Linked DNA regions of Ovis aries: region 1 is linked to region 2. Evidence: chromatin contacts called from public Hi-C data. All regions are on one chromosome and are shown on one strand. The core of a region is the stretch at or near the end of the contact, and the rest is flanking DNA. Distances in the headings are between cores, read along the strand shown. Region 1 holds the start of RPL31 (ribosomal protein L31). Region 2 holds the start of CNOT11 (CCR4-NOT transcription complex subunit 11).

Evidence for each region. A called contact is a pair of places that touch in the nucleus more often than the background predicts.
Region 1: a contact with region 2 is called in a Hi-C map of liver, with 3 times the contacts expected there. The contact joins the promoter of RPL31 here to the promoter of CNOT11 in region 2. A contact is called at or near these places in 13 of 16 Hi-C or Micro-C datasets (blood, hypothalamus, liver and 6 more).

The regions. Positions count from the first base shown.
Region 1 is chr3:100,479,098-100,485,208 of ARS-UI_Ramb_v3.0, reverse strand. It overlaps RPL31 (ribosomal protein L31), which reads left to right and starts at 3,329. Exons shown (of 5, transcript XM_004006129.4): 1 at 3,329-3,355; 2 at 3,766-3,872. The coding sequence starts at 3,766. LOC105614674 (a long non-coding RNA gene) reads right to left here and starts at 3,112. Exons shown (of 3, transcript XR_001434330.4): 1 at 2,855-3,112; 2 at 1-194.
Region 2 is chr3:100,294,951-100,300,576 of ARS-UI_Ramb_v3.0, reverse strand. It overlaps CNOT11 (CCR4-NOT transcription complex subunit 11), which reads left to right and starts at 3,171. Exons shown (of 7, transcript XM_004006127.6): 1 at 3,171-3,766. The coding sequence starts at 3,250.

The sequences.
Region 1 (6,111 bases), core at 2,080-4,579, 180 kb before region 2:
ACGCCATGTGGATAGGGGAGATACAGCAGACGGCACCCCCTTTTCCATGAGGCTTCAGCACGCTGGCGTGAGGGTGCGCTGGCACACTGAGACTGAGAATCACTGAGATGGCAACACTCAGCAGAGCGCGGTCAGAGAGAACCAAGTTCCCCTGCTTGTTCCGTCACTGGGGCTCTGTGTTTCTACCTGCCTCCCTGTAAAAGAGAGAAAACCTCTCTCCATTCTCTGGCCAGGATCAGTTTTCAGCGGCCTAAGAGGCTGCCACGTAAATACATCAAAAGGAGTTTTAATTATTCACACACACAATTGTGATATGAATTACATGAAAAAAAGGTAAGTCTAAATATTTTGCATATCTTAGGATCATTTACTCTCAGGAATCCAAAATGGGCCCTTTTTAAAACAAAAATTCTGTGTGACACTAGATAACCTATTTTGTAATTTAACTGTTTGGTAAATTCAAAGGTTTCCAGATCTCATATTTCTGTAAAAGAATTTGAATTTTAATTGGCTGTCAGAATCTGCACTTCTAAATAGAACAAATTTTTAACGGAAACAGCATATTTGTTGTGCTAGGATTTTCCAGCTGGAAGCCATTAGAAGAGGGTGGACTATGTCATGCTGCTAAATTAATTTAGTATTGCTTAAACTTTACACATGTTCACAGTCTGGGTAAACTCAGAAAACTCTTATTGAGTACATTTCTTTAAACCCACATAACATCAGGGGAAGTTTAATCCTTAAACTTTTGATTCATTTAATTGTGCTGATTTAAAGACTGTTTTGCAAACTTGTCATGACTTTTCTATTTAGAAACTATAAAATCTTGGCTCATGAGAAGTGACTGAAATATGAACTCTGAAATATACCAAGCTTAAGAATATTTTAAACTAACTCCACTAAAATGTAGTATCTTGTCTCTAACAGCAACTAATGCCCATTAAATTAGGGTTTTGTTTGTTTGTTTATACCATTGTTTATACAATGGTATATCGCAATATGGTGAAATGGCCAACTGTGAGAAGTTGCTAGGCCATGATATGTTGGACTCTGGCTGAATTATCTGGTAAAATGTGGGTGTTCAGTAAAAAAATTGCCTGTTTCTCCCTTCACTTTATGTGAAGCCTAGAGGTTTTAAAGTCAGCCATTAGTAACCAAGACAAACAACAAATCTGAGTCTTCCAGAGTAATGGCATGTGTGGCTTTTTGGATACACACGTATGAACTTCATACAACGCCTATGTGCAATAGTACAAACAACAGCATACTTCTGTAAGCATGACATGGTTGACTGAATGGCTGAAACACACAGCCTTGTGGCATCTGTGAAGCACCTTTATTTTTCCAGGGGAAGAAAAATCATTAGAAAAAAAGGAAAACCTTCTCTAGGATTTTTGTCTATCCAGCCAATGTCTAGCTATGGGAGAAGCAGGGTAACCCATCAGCGCATTCAGTAAAATAATATGTGCCTTAAAATATATACTCCAACTTGGGTAACCACTTTATACGCACTTAAAAGGTCCTGAATTTAATGTAGTTTAATCCTTTAAAATCATCTGCCCCTCCTGATGTCCCCATCTCTTTCAGTGCAGCCATGAACTAACCCATCCAGACAAACTGAAAAACTGTATCCTCCATGCTGGTGAGTCCATTTCTGTCAGAGAGGATTTGGGACATGGAAAGATAGTCACCACCAACTGTACGCCATTTAATGTCCAATTTACTAATTTATGGGGCTTCCCTGGTGGCTCAGACCATAAAGAATCTGCCTGTCAGATGCCCTGGAGAAGGGAATGGCTACCCACTCCAGTGTTCTTGCCTGGAGAATCCCATGGACAGAGGAGCCTGGCGGGCTACAGTCCATGGGGTTGCAGCGTTGGACTAAAGGGACTAATACTTTCACTTCAACATTTCCCTCATTAATCATATGCTACTTAAACAACAAATAAATCAATATTTAGGAATTTACCAAAAAAAATTTACCCAGTGATGAAAAGAGATTAGATATTAACACTTGTTATTACAGTAAAATCTTGTCTAATACAGATTTCTTAAAAGTTGTACAGGACCCACAAAATGTAACAAAACTAAGTATCTTTACATCAAAGCTAGTTGCAAAATATGACTATCAAAGAGCTAACTTGTGTTCTACTCCAGGCTCATCCTAACACCTTCTCAGTGCTCCAGTTTTTTTCTTTCCTGATTGGAGAATTCTTTATAATTCTCATCATTTTTATTTTCTTTTTTCTTTTTTTTTAAACTTTTAATTTTATATTGGAGCAGAGCCGATTAAAAGTATTGTGATAGTTTCAGGCAGACAGCGAAGGGGCTCAGCCATACATGTAAGTGCTCCAGTTTTCACATACTATTCTAGGGTTTCAATAACTCAATCCTCAAAATTTTTACATCCTTCCTAGGTTGAAAGATTTTTACCATCCCCTTGCCCCTCCAGAAGAGAATGCAGTCTCTGATCAGCAGCCGGAAGGTCCAGAGTTCTGAACCCGTGGGTTTGGCATGCGGACCCGAGACTTGGCCATGAAGTCTGTCAACTCACACCTGACCTCCTGGCATCAGGTTCCTCCCTTTTCATTTTCAAGGTACCTACTTTACACCAGGTGTTAGATAAAAGCGCTGCTTCCATTGCTGTTTTTGGGTCATTCTGTTGTGATAGAGCTAAAAACATATTTAAGGTCACGAAATCACATTGATTTCTCCAATATAATAGACTGCACACAGTATTTTACTCTCTCTTTCTAAGGTGATTTTATCAACTACTGTCTCCTAAATTGACATTTCATATAGTCAGTTACAAACTAGCGCATTTAATTTCGAAACGCTTCTTCTGCAAACCCACCTCTGCTCTGCCTCCCTCGTAACCCTAACCCTCTGCATCTCTGCAGCTAGCTGATCGCTGCCGCCGGGAAAGGCTCTCTGCTCCCTCCAGGCCGGGAGGCGCGTAGGTCATCTCCGGGCTGCCAACCAGGCTCACAAGTTCAGGCAATGCTGGCTGAATCACTGAGCGACTGGGCGAAACAGAAAGGACCCTGGCACGGTCCACCTGGGGACCAGGATCCCATTTTCTCTGAAGACTTAAACGCGAACCACAAGCCCCTCCCACCCTCGTTGGCGCGCAGGAGGTGGAGACCGACGATAGGAAGCTGCGAGGGAAAGCGCGACGCCCGAGGCCCCGCCCCAGAGGCCTTCACGCCCTTTTCCCCACGGCGCGCGCTGCTTGCGTCACAGCAGCACCTCTTCCTTCCCCCGCCTCCAGGTAACCCGGAAGTTGTACTTGCGAGGCTGCTTTCCTTCTCCCACAATTCCTCGCGCTCTTCCTTTCCGACCCCGGCCCTGCAGGGTGAGTATGGCTGTGGAGTTTTGTCAGTAGTAATCCGGCGCCATCCTCTACCTGGATTGTGCTGACCAGGCCGGCAGGCTCTGTCCTGAGCTGGCCTGGGACCCCGCGTCCCCGGCGCACGGGAATCTGCGCTGCATTTAAGGGCTCCCTGAGCCTGAGAGAGAGCGGCCAGGCTTGAGGGAACCCGAGCTGCAAGGGTTTCCGGGGCGGGGGCACCTAAGGGATACGGATACTTGGGCCGCGGGGTAGCCGACTTGTGTCTACCCAGACCTGGGGCTTCAGGGACCTGGCCGGACCTTCTGTCCCCGGAAACCGTACCGAGGGCGGCTGCGTGAGGCCGGGCCGGGAGGGAGGGCTTCACAGGTTTGACGCACTCGCCCTGAGCTGCTTTGTCGCCTGGGTTTGTTTAGATGGCTCCCGCAAAGAAGGGCGGCGAGAAGAAGAAGGGCCGGTCCGCCATCAACGAGGTGGTGACAAGAGAATACACCATCAACATTCACAAGCGCATCCATGGAGTGTGAGTACCCCTGCGGCCTGCCGCTGCCCCTGCTGTTGGGGGCTCCCGAAATCACGGTCTGGTGGCCCCTGAGTCTGTCTAGCTTGAAGGCTGGGTGGGCCAGAAATTACGCATTAATGCTGCGAAAGCTCAAGTCTGTTTCCATGGACCCTGTTTAAGCTTTATAGGATTTAAAGGGAAATGCCTCCGAGGTTGATACCTAGAAACGGGAGATAGAACGGTGAGGTTTCTGGGAGAGCCAATTTGGGGAGATACGGAGGTGATGAAACCAGTCCACTCGTTGCTCTGTCGTTGAATAAAACCCTGGCAGGTCTGAGGGTTGTGCAGGAGGGAACGCTGATGTGTCTAGGTCTTTGTAGTCAGGTTCACTAGTTAATTGAAGCCGGACCGGCCAAGAACATGAACGCTGTGATGCGGTTTCTTTAGTTCCCTGACCCACACAGATGGGTACTGATACTGGGAAAGTCGTAATACTGGGAATGAAACCGTTGTAGAGACCAGGAAAGGATGTGTTGGTGGAGTTGTTTGCTGGGAGGACACCTGGAGGTTGTGCATTGGCGATCCACAGGAATATTGGGGGTGATTTCCAACGTCCAGGTTCTTGGTGGTGATCTCTGGAGGTTTGGTGGTAGTGCCTTTCTTCCCTTTTCTGCACATGGTGCTGACTAGTGATACTGGAGACTGCATCTTTTCTTGAATGCTGCTGTTGGGAGTTTTTTTTAACAGCAAACGTTGCCCTGCAAAAATTTCTTGACTGGCTTGGTCGGTCTCTGCTGTATCTGGACAGCTGATTTTGTGAGGGACCTACACGTGGCAGTGACCCCTACATGTGGCCTGGCACTCCAGGCCAGGTGTTGATCATGTGTGAGCTAGGCAGTATTGTGTATGTGGAGTCTTTCCATTTGGGGCGTGGTGGATTCATGTGGGGAGCACATTGAGCACGTAAGTGTGTGTTGGGGTCTGTGGGTTCAACAGGAAACCGAAAGATCCTGCCCTCCTAGCTTAGGAGGAGGAGGTAGACAAGCAACCAGAGGGAAAAGGGTGAAGAGTGAGTCCTAGGGTGATGTTTTACAGGCCACACAAGTTAACCAGGCCTTAGAAGAGTGGGTGTGAGCCATTGCAGGTGGATGAGTTTTTCAGGCATTTTTGTTACAAAAGCCCTAAGTGAAGACCTTCACAGTACTGAATGAATGGGTTTTTAGTTCCTGATGGGCAACAATTGGCAGTTCTTTGTTCGTTCATTTTACCACCTAGGATTTCACATTCTTGTGTTTTTCTTGCCTCTGCAGCTGATCTCTGTTTCTCCTCACATCCCATCCTCTTAGTATTGAGTCCAGGACTCAGCCCTTCTCTAACTGTGCTTGGTAATAGCAGTTAGTTTTAGGGCCTCTTATGTCCAGCTGCTGTTAAGATGCATACAGTTTTTAACAGGCATTTCAAATTTTACATAACCCTGAGCCAAACTCCCTGTGTCCATGCTGCCCCCACACACTTTCCAGGTTCCCTGCAGCCTTCCCTTTTTGTTGGCAAGTGAGCATGTCCTCTTGGGTCTGCCTTCCTCAGCCTGAGTACACTGGTCCCACCACCAAGAAAACAAGAACTGCTTCCTTGATGGACTCCTGGTTCCCTCCACTCCAAACACCTGGGCCTCCATTGGCTTCCCATCTTACCATCTTAAGAGGCCAGAGTTCTGCTATGATTCTACATGGGTTGGCTACTTACTTAATCAGAGCTGGCAAGTATTTGATTCAGGGCAGCCGTTTGAGCTTAGTCTTACCCACCCCCATAATGCTTTTTCTCACAGGTAGCTAAACAGGCACCGTCATCTTTGGATCTTGACTTCAGTGTCTGTGGCCATCTTAAACATGCAGTCCCCTTCCTTATTCCTCTCCTTTCTCTGGTTTTTTCTTTGTAGCATTTTTTTTCTGGGTGGTTAAATATTTAAGTGAAGGAAGCTAGCTTGTTTGATGGGTTCAAGGAGGCTGGGGAGGTGCTGGATATGGTAACTGATATGGCTCTTCTGACATTCACAGTCTGTTTAACTTTTGGTCTCTGCCCCTACTTGGAATAGCCTTCACTTAACCAACTGCTTGATCATTTCAGCCATTAATAGAGTTCTGCTTTCTCACATTTTGTATTTAACTGAAAGCATGAAATTCAAGCATTGGAGAAGGAAATGGCAACCCACTCCAGCGTTCTTGCCTGGAGAATCCCAGGGATGGGGGAGCCTGGTGGGCTG
Region 2 (5,626 bases), core at 1,922-4,421:
TGTCATGCATGTTGTTTGTTGTCCTTCAGCTGCTAGGTCATGCCCGACTCTTTGCTGCCCCATGGGCTACAGCAGGCCAGGATTCCCTGTCCCTCACTGTCTCCTGGACTTTGCTCGGGCTCATGTCCACTGAGTCAGTGATCTCGCCCAACTATCTCACTCTCTGTCACTCCCTTCTCCTTTTGCCTTCAATCTTCACCAGCATCAGGGCCTTTTCCAATGAGTTGGCGCTTCTCATCAGGTGGCCAAAGTACTGGAGCTGCAGCTTTGGCATCAGTCTTTCCAATGAATATTCAGGGTTTATTTCCTTTAGGATTGACTGACTTGATCTCCTTGCTGTCCAAGAGACTCTCAAGCATATTCTCCAGCACCATATATCAAAACATTACATGCTATACACCTGAAACTTATACAATGTTATATATCAATACATCTCAATAAAACTGAATTTTAAAAAATGAATGGGAAGAGAATCCAGAAAAGAGAAGATATATATATATATATATACACACACATATGTATACTGATTCACTTTGCTGTTCAGTAGAAAGTAATGCAACATTGTAAAGCAACTATACTCCAATGAACATTAATATAAAAAAAGAAGGCCACCTGACCTCAGAGGCAGAGATGGGAATGGTAGAAGCATAAGAGAAGGGACGCCAGACACCACTGGACATCACTGGGAGCCAGAAGGAGACAAGGAAGTATTCTTCCCCACAGCCTTTGGGGGTGTAGAGCCTGGCTCTGCTCACACCCTCATTTTGGAACTTTAGCTTCTAGAACTATGAGAGGATAGATTTATGTCTGTGGTTATTTGTTTCCAGGACCTGAGAGTTGTTTTCAGGGAACATGCAGGAAACCCTGGATACTGCTGTTAAGTAACAAAAATACAACCGGGTACATTTTAGAGATCTAATTGGTTTTACTGAACCATTCACAAGTGAGGCAGCATCCCATTCAGGAAGTAGAGAGGAGCTCCCAACAACTTTAGGAAGGGAAAGGTTTTCAAAGGCAAGACAAGGAAGTCATCAGCAAAAAAACGTCATTTCAGGCATAGGTAACTCGCTTATGGGGCTTCTTAGGTGGCTCAATGGGTAAAGAACCCGCCCGCAACGCAAGTGACACAGATTCACTCCCTGGGTCAGGAAGATCCCCTGGAGGAGGGCACGGCAACCCACTCCAGTATTCTTGCCTGGAGAATTGCACAGATAGAGGAGCCTGGCAGGAAAAAGAGTCAGGCATGACTGAAGCGACTGAGCACAGCACACAACTTGCTTATGGGGAACGGAAGGGGTCTTTGTGGCAGGCTACCTCATCTTCCTTCGGGGGATGGAGAGGGTCCACATGACCAATTACCTCATTGATGCCGACTAGAAAATTCCTGGTTAAGCCCACATTTTGGCTTCCCTGGTGGCTCAGACGGTAAAGAATCTGCCTTCTATGCGGGAGACTGGGGTTCAATTCATGGATCAGGGAAGATTCCCCTGGAAGAGGGAATGGCAACCCACTCCAGTATTCTTGCCTGGAGAATTCCATGGCCGGAAGAGTCTGGTTGGCTGCAGTCCCTGAGGTCGCAAAGAGTGAATGACTACAACTGAATGACTAACATTCACATTTTCTGGGGGAGGATGAAGTTTTAGTTAGGTTAGTGGTGTGACCTAGGAGAAGTGACTCCATCTGGGGCCTCTGGGGTTCTTTTTAACATCAACCTAATTTTGAAAGTGCTCCTACAGGAAAAAAAAAATAGTTTATTGGGGCTTGGGGGGCACATAATGTTCAAATATTTTGAAACAACTTAAAAAAAAACAAACAGTAAAACTGGACTCGTCTGGTGGTGCGGTGGCTAAGACTCTGTGCTCCCAAAGCAAGTGACTTGGGTTTGATCCCTGGTCAGGAAACTAGATCCCACATGCCACTACTAAAGATCCAGTATGCCACAACTGGCCAGACCTGGCACAGCCTAAATAGATAAACACATATAAGAAAAAAAAATCTGCAGTACAAAAATAAAAAGACCAAACCCCAGTAACAAACAGACCTCCCAAACACAATAAAGTTCATTTACTGTAGTAAATAAGAATACCTTCAAGATAATTTAAATCAGTTTCCCAAGTTAGCAAGTTATGTCTGCTGCTCTTAATTGGCAGGACCTTTCTAGAGGGATATCTAACAATTTTTCAAACTTTAAAATAAATTTTATTTAGCTGCGCCAGGCCTTTGTGGTGGCACATGGAATCTTTGCTCTTCATTGCGTCATGCATGATCTTAGCTCCCTGACCTGGGATCCAACCCAAGCCCCCTGTATGGAGGGGGGCGGGGGGAGAACAGTTTTAGCCACTGGACCACCAGGGAAGTCCCTCTAATAGTCAATTCAAGAAGTCTTCAGAATAGGCATCCTCAATGACCAACCAATTTCTCTTCTTTCAATTTTATTTTAGAACTAAGGAGGCACTGAACTAGAGAATTCTCCAGTTGCCAGCATTAGTTAGGTCACACGGGATTTCCCAAACTCCCTGGCAGAAATCCCTGCAGGGTTTTGCAGGTCTAAGGGAGGAACCGAGCAAGTCTGGGTCACATCACTCGGTGGTTCCCAGCCTGGAGCGAGCCCTAGTCACCTGGGCAGGTGCTTCTGCTTTCTCAAAACATGTTCCAGAAATTTTGTTAAGACAACTGCGTACCATAGCTCGTGTGCAGTATGACTCCATTTCTTCAAACAGTGTAGGATTGAAAATTAATTTTGGTTATGAGAAACGCATGGTCTACAGTTATTTGTATTTAAAAATCTTCTACCACGAATAGTCATGTGTGTTAATTAAGAGAGCTTTTCAGTTTCTAATATGCATTTTCCAGACGCTTATCTGGACGACGGTTTCTCCCGGGCACACTACCGGGGGCGCGCCTCTCGCTCGCGCACGCGCAGATAACACCCCAGCTCCGCTCTGGGCCTCCGCGAGACTTCCGCAGGGCGAGATCCGGGCCCCGCCGGCGGCTCGGCCCCTCCTGCAAGCCCCGCCTTAATTTCCGGCTTTTTGCTCCGCCCCCTCGGCGTCTCGGGATCTTCTCCCTGGCCTGGCTCCCGCAGCCTCGCTCTGGCTGCGCGCTGCCCTCTCTTCTACTGCCGGCTGGGTTCCAGGCTTGTTTTGTTTGCGACGCTGTCGTGCCACAGCGCGCTTTACGGCCGCAGGGACGGAGCGAGCCGGCGCCAGGGCCCCTCCGGCCGTGAAGCAGGACGGACGAAAGAGGTTGATGCCCGGCGGCGGGGCAAGCGCGGCATCTGGCCGGCTTCTCACCGCCGCGGAGCAAAGGGGAGCCCGGGAAGCGGCGGGGTCGGCTTCCAGGAGCGGCCCGGGAAGCTCGGGCCCCGGCGGCAGAGGCGGAGCGGGCGTCCCCGGGCCGGGGAGCGGAGGCCCGGGGGGCCCCGCGGGCAGGATGAGCCTGACCCCGAAGGAGCTCTCGAGCCTGCTGAGCATCATCTCGGAGGAGGCGGGCGGCGGCAGCACCTTCGAGGGCCTGTCCACCGCCTTCCACCACTACTTCAGCAAAGCCGACCACTTCCGCCTGGGCTCGGTGCTCGTGATGCTGCTGCAGCAGCCGGACCTGCTCCCCAGCGCGGCGCAGCGCCTCACGGCGCTCTACCTGCTCTGGGAGATGTACCGCACCGAGCCGCTCGCCGCCAACCCCTTCGCCGCTAGCTTCGCGCACTTGCTCAACCCCGCGCCGCCCGCCCGCGGCGGCCAGGAACCCGACCGGCCTCCCCTCTCAGGTACGGCTGGGACCGCCCTCCTGGAGCTGCTGGGCCTTCACCGGCCTGGGAAATCCATCGTCTCCTTTTGAAATTCCCTCCCCACCCCCTCCACCAAGTACGGACGAGTGGCAGCTTCCTGGCACCGAAAATTAACCGCTCCCCCCGCAACAGTAGGAGCCGTCAAACCGCGCAGCTTAGTGTGGGGCTTGACGCTTTTGTGCCTCACATGCGGTTCGTTCTCGTCTAGCCCGTCAGAGGTGTGTGAAGTTGTAAGTAACGACACACTTTATCTGCCCCCGGCTTTAAGTCTCAGGAGAGTCAATGAGAAGTCATTCAGAACCGGAAGACGTGGTTGAGGCGGAGAAACACATTACGCAGGGCTTCCCCCGTGGCCCAGCGGTAAAGAACCCGGCTGCCAATGCAGGAGACACGGGTTGGACCCCTGGGTCACGAAGATCTTCTGGAGGAGGAAATGGCAACCCACTCCAGTATTCTTGCTTGGAGAATCCCATGGACAGAAGAGCCTGGCAGGCTACAGCTCATGGGGTCGCAGAGTGGGACACGACTTACCAGCTAAACAACAAAGGATTATACTAGCCACCTTGTTGCTGTTAGGTGTCCTTGGTTAACGCGATGGGGTCACAGGATAGAAAGCAGCCTCGAATTCACCGCCTAGATTAGAAAACTACTGCTGGACATTATGTAAAAGGTGTGTTTTCTGCAACTTTGGTGAGACCGGTGGATTTGATGTGAGACTGCTTTTTTTTTTTTTTTTTTTTGGTAACTCAAGAGCTTGTTTGTGAGACTTGATTTTAGGAGAAGACCTGAAGCCGGGAGAGGAGAACGGCCCAGAGGAGATAGATGGTGATGAGTGTCTGGGAGATTTAGACAGGGCCCAGTTTAGTGGGCAGAACAGGTTGTCAGAGGTGGGAAGCAGCTTGATCTCATAGTCCTTAGGCAGTGAGGAAACAGGTAAGTCACTCCTTAGGAAGGGAGAGCCAGAATGTGAAGGCAGAGGATTAATGTAATACTAGAGAATGTTTTCTTGCAGGAGAGGGCTTCTACAGTTAAGCTATTCATTGTTGCTACTGGCAGTTCTTCTGGATCTAAAGCATCTTCTGATTGGTTTCCTGCACGGCTCTTACCTAAAAGGGGCAACTTTTGTATTCCATGAGATGTCTGTAGGGTGCAGGTTCTGAACCTGACTTTCAGGAAGTTTGAGAATGCCCAGAAAAATGACTGCAAGGTGTGTTGTGTGTGTATGTGTGTGGTCTGGTCAAACCCGCCACCCAAGATGGACAGAGACAGTGTGGGATTTGAGTCTGAGAGCCTTCTGAATTCTGTAGGATGGGTTAGGTAAAGGAACTGTGATTTATGTAATGTTATTCTCAAATGCAGTGAGTCTGAAACTAGATCTAGGCTGTTAACTGTATTGTAAACAGATTTCCCAGGGAAGAAATCCATAGATTGGTTATTTTGCCTGTCTCTGCCTCAGTTTACTTGTCTGTAAGCTGCAGATAATAATTCCGAGCTGGCAGAGTAGGCAGCTGCTTTGCAGGCATCTACCTGCAAAGCAGAAGACCAGACTTTGATCCCTGGGTCAGGAAGTTCCCCTGGAGAAGGGAATGGCAACCCCTCCAGTATTCTTGCCTGGAGAATTCCATGGACAGAGGAGCCTGGCAGGCTAGTCCATGACATGGCAAAGAGTTGCACATGATTCAGTTCAGTCACTCAGTCATCTCCGACTCTTTGCGACCCCATGAACTGCAGCACGCCAGGCCTCCCTGTCCATCACCATCTCCTGGAGTTCACCCAAACCCACGTCCATCGAGTTGGTGATGCCATCCAGCCATCTCATCCTCTGTCGTCCCCTTCTCC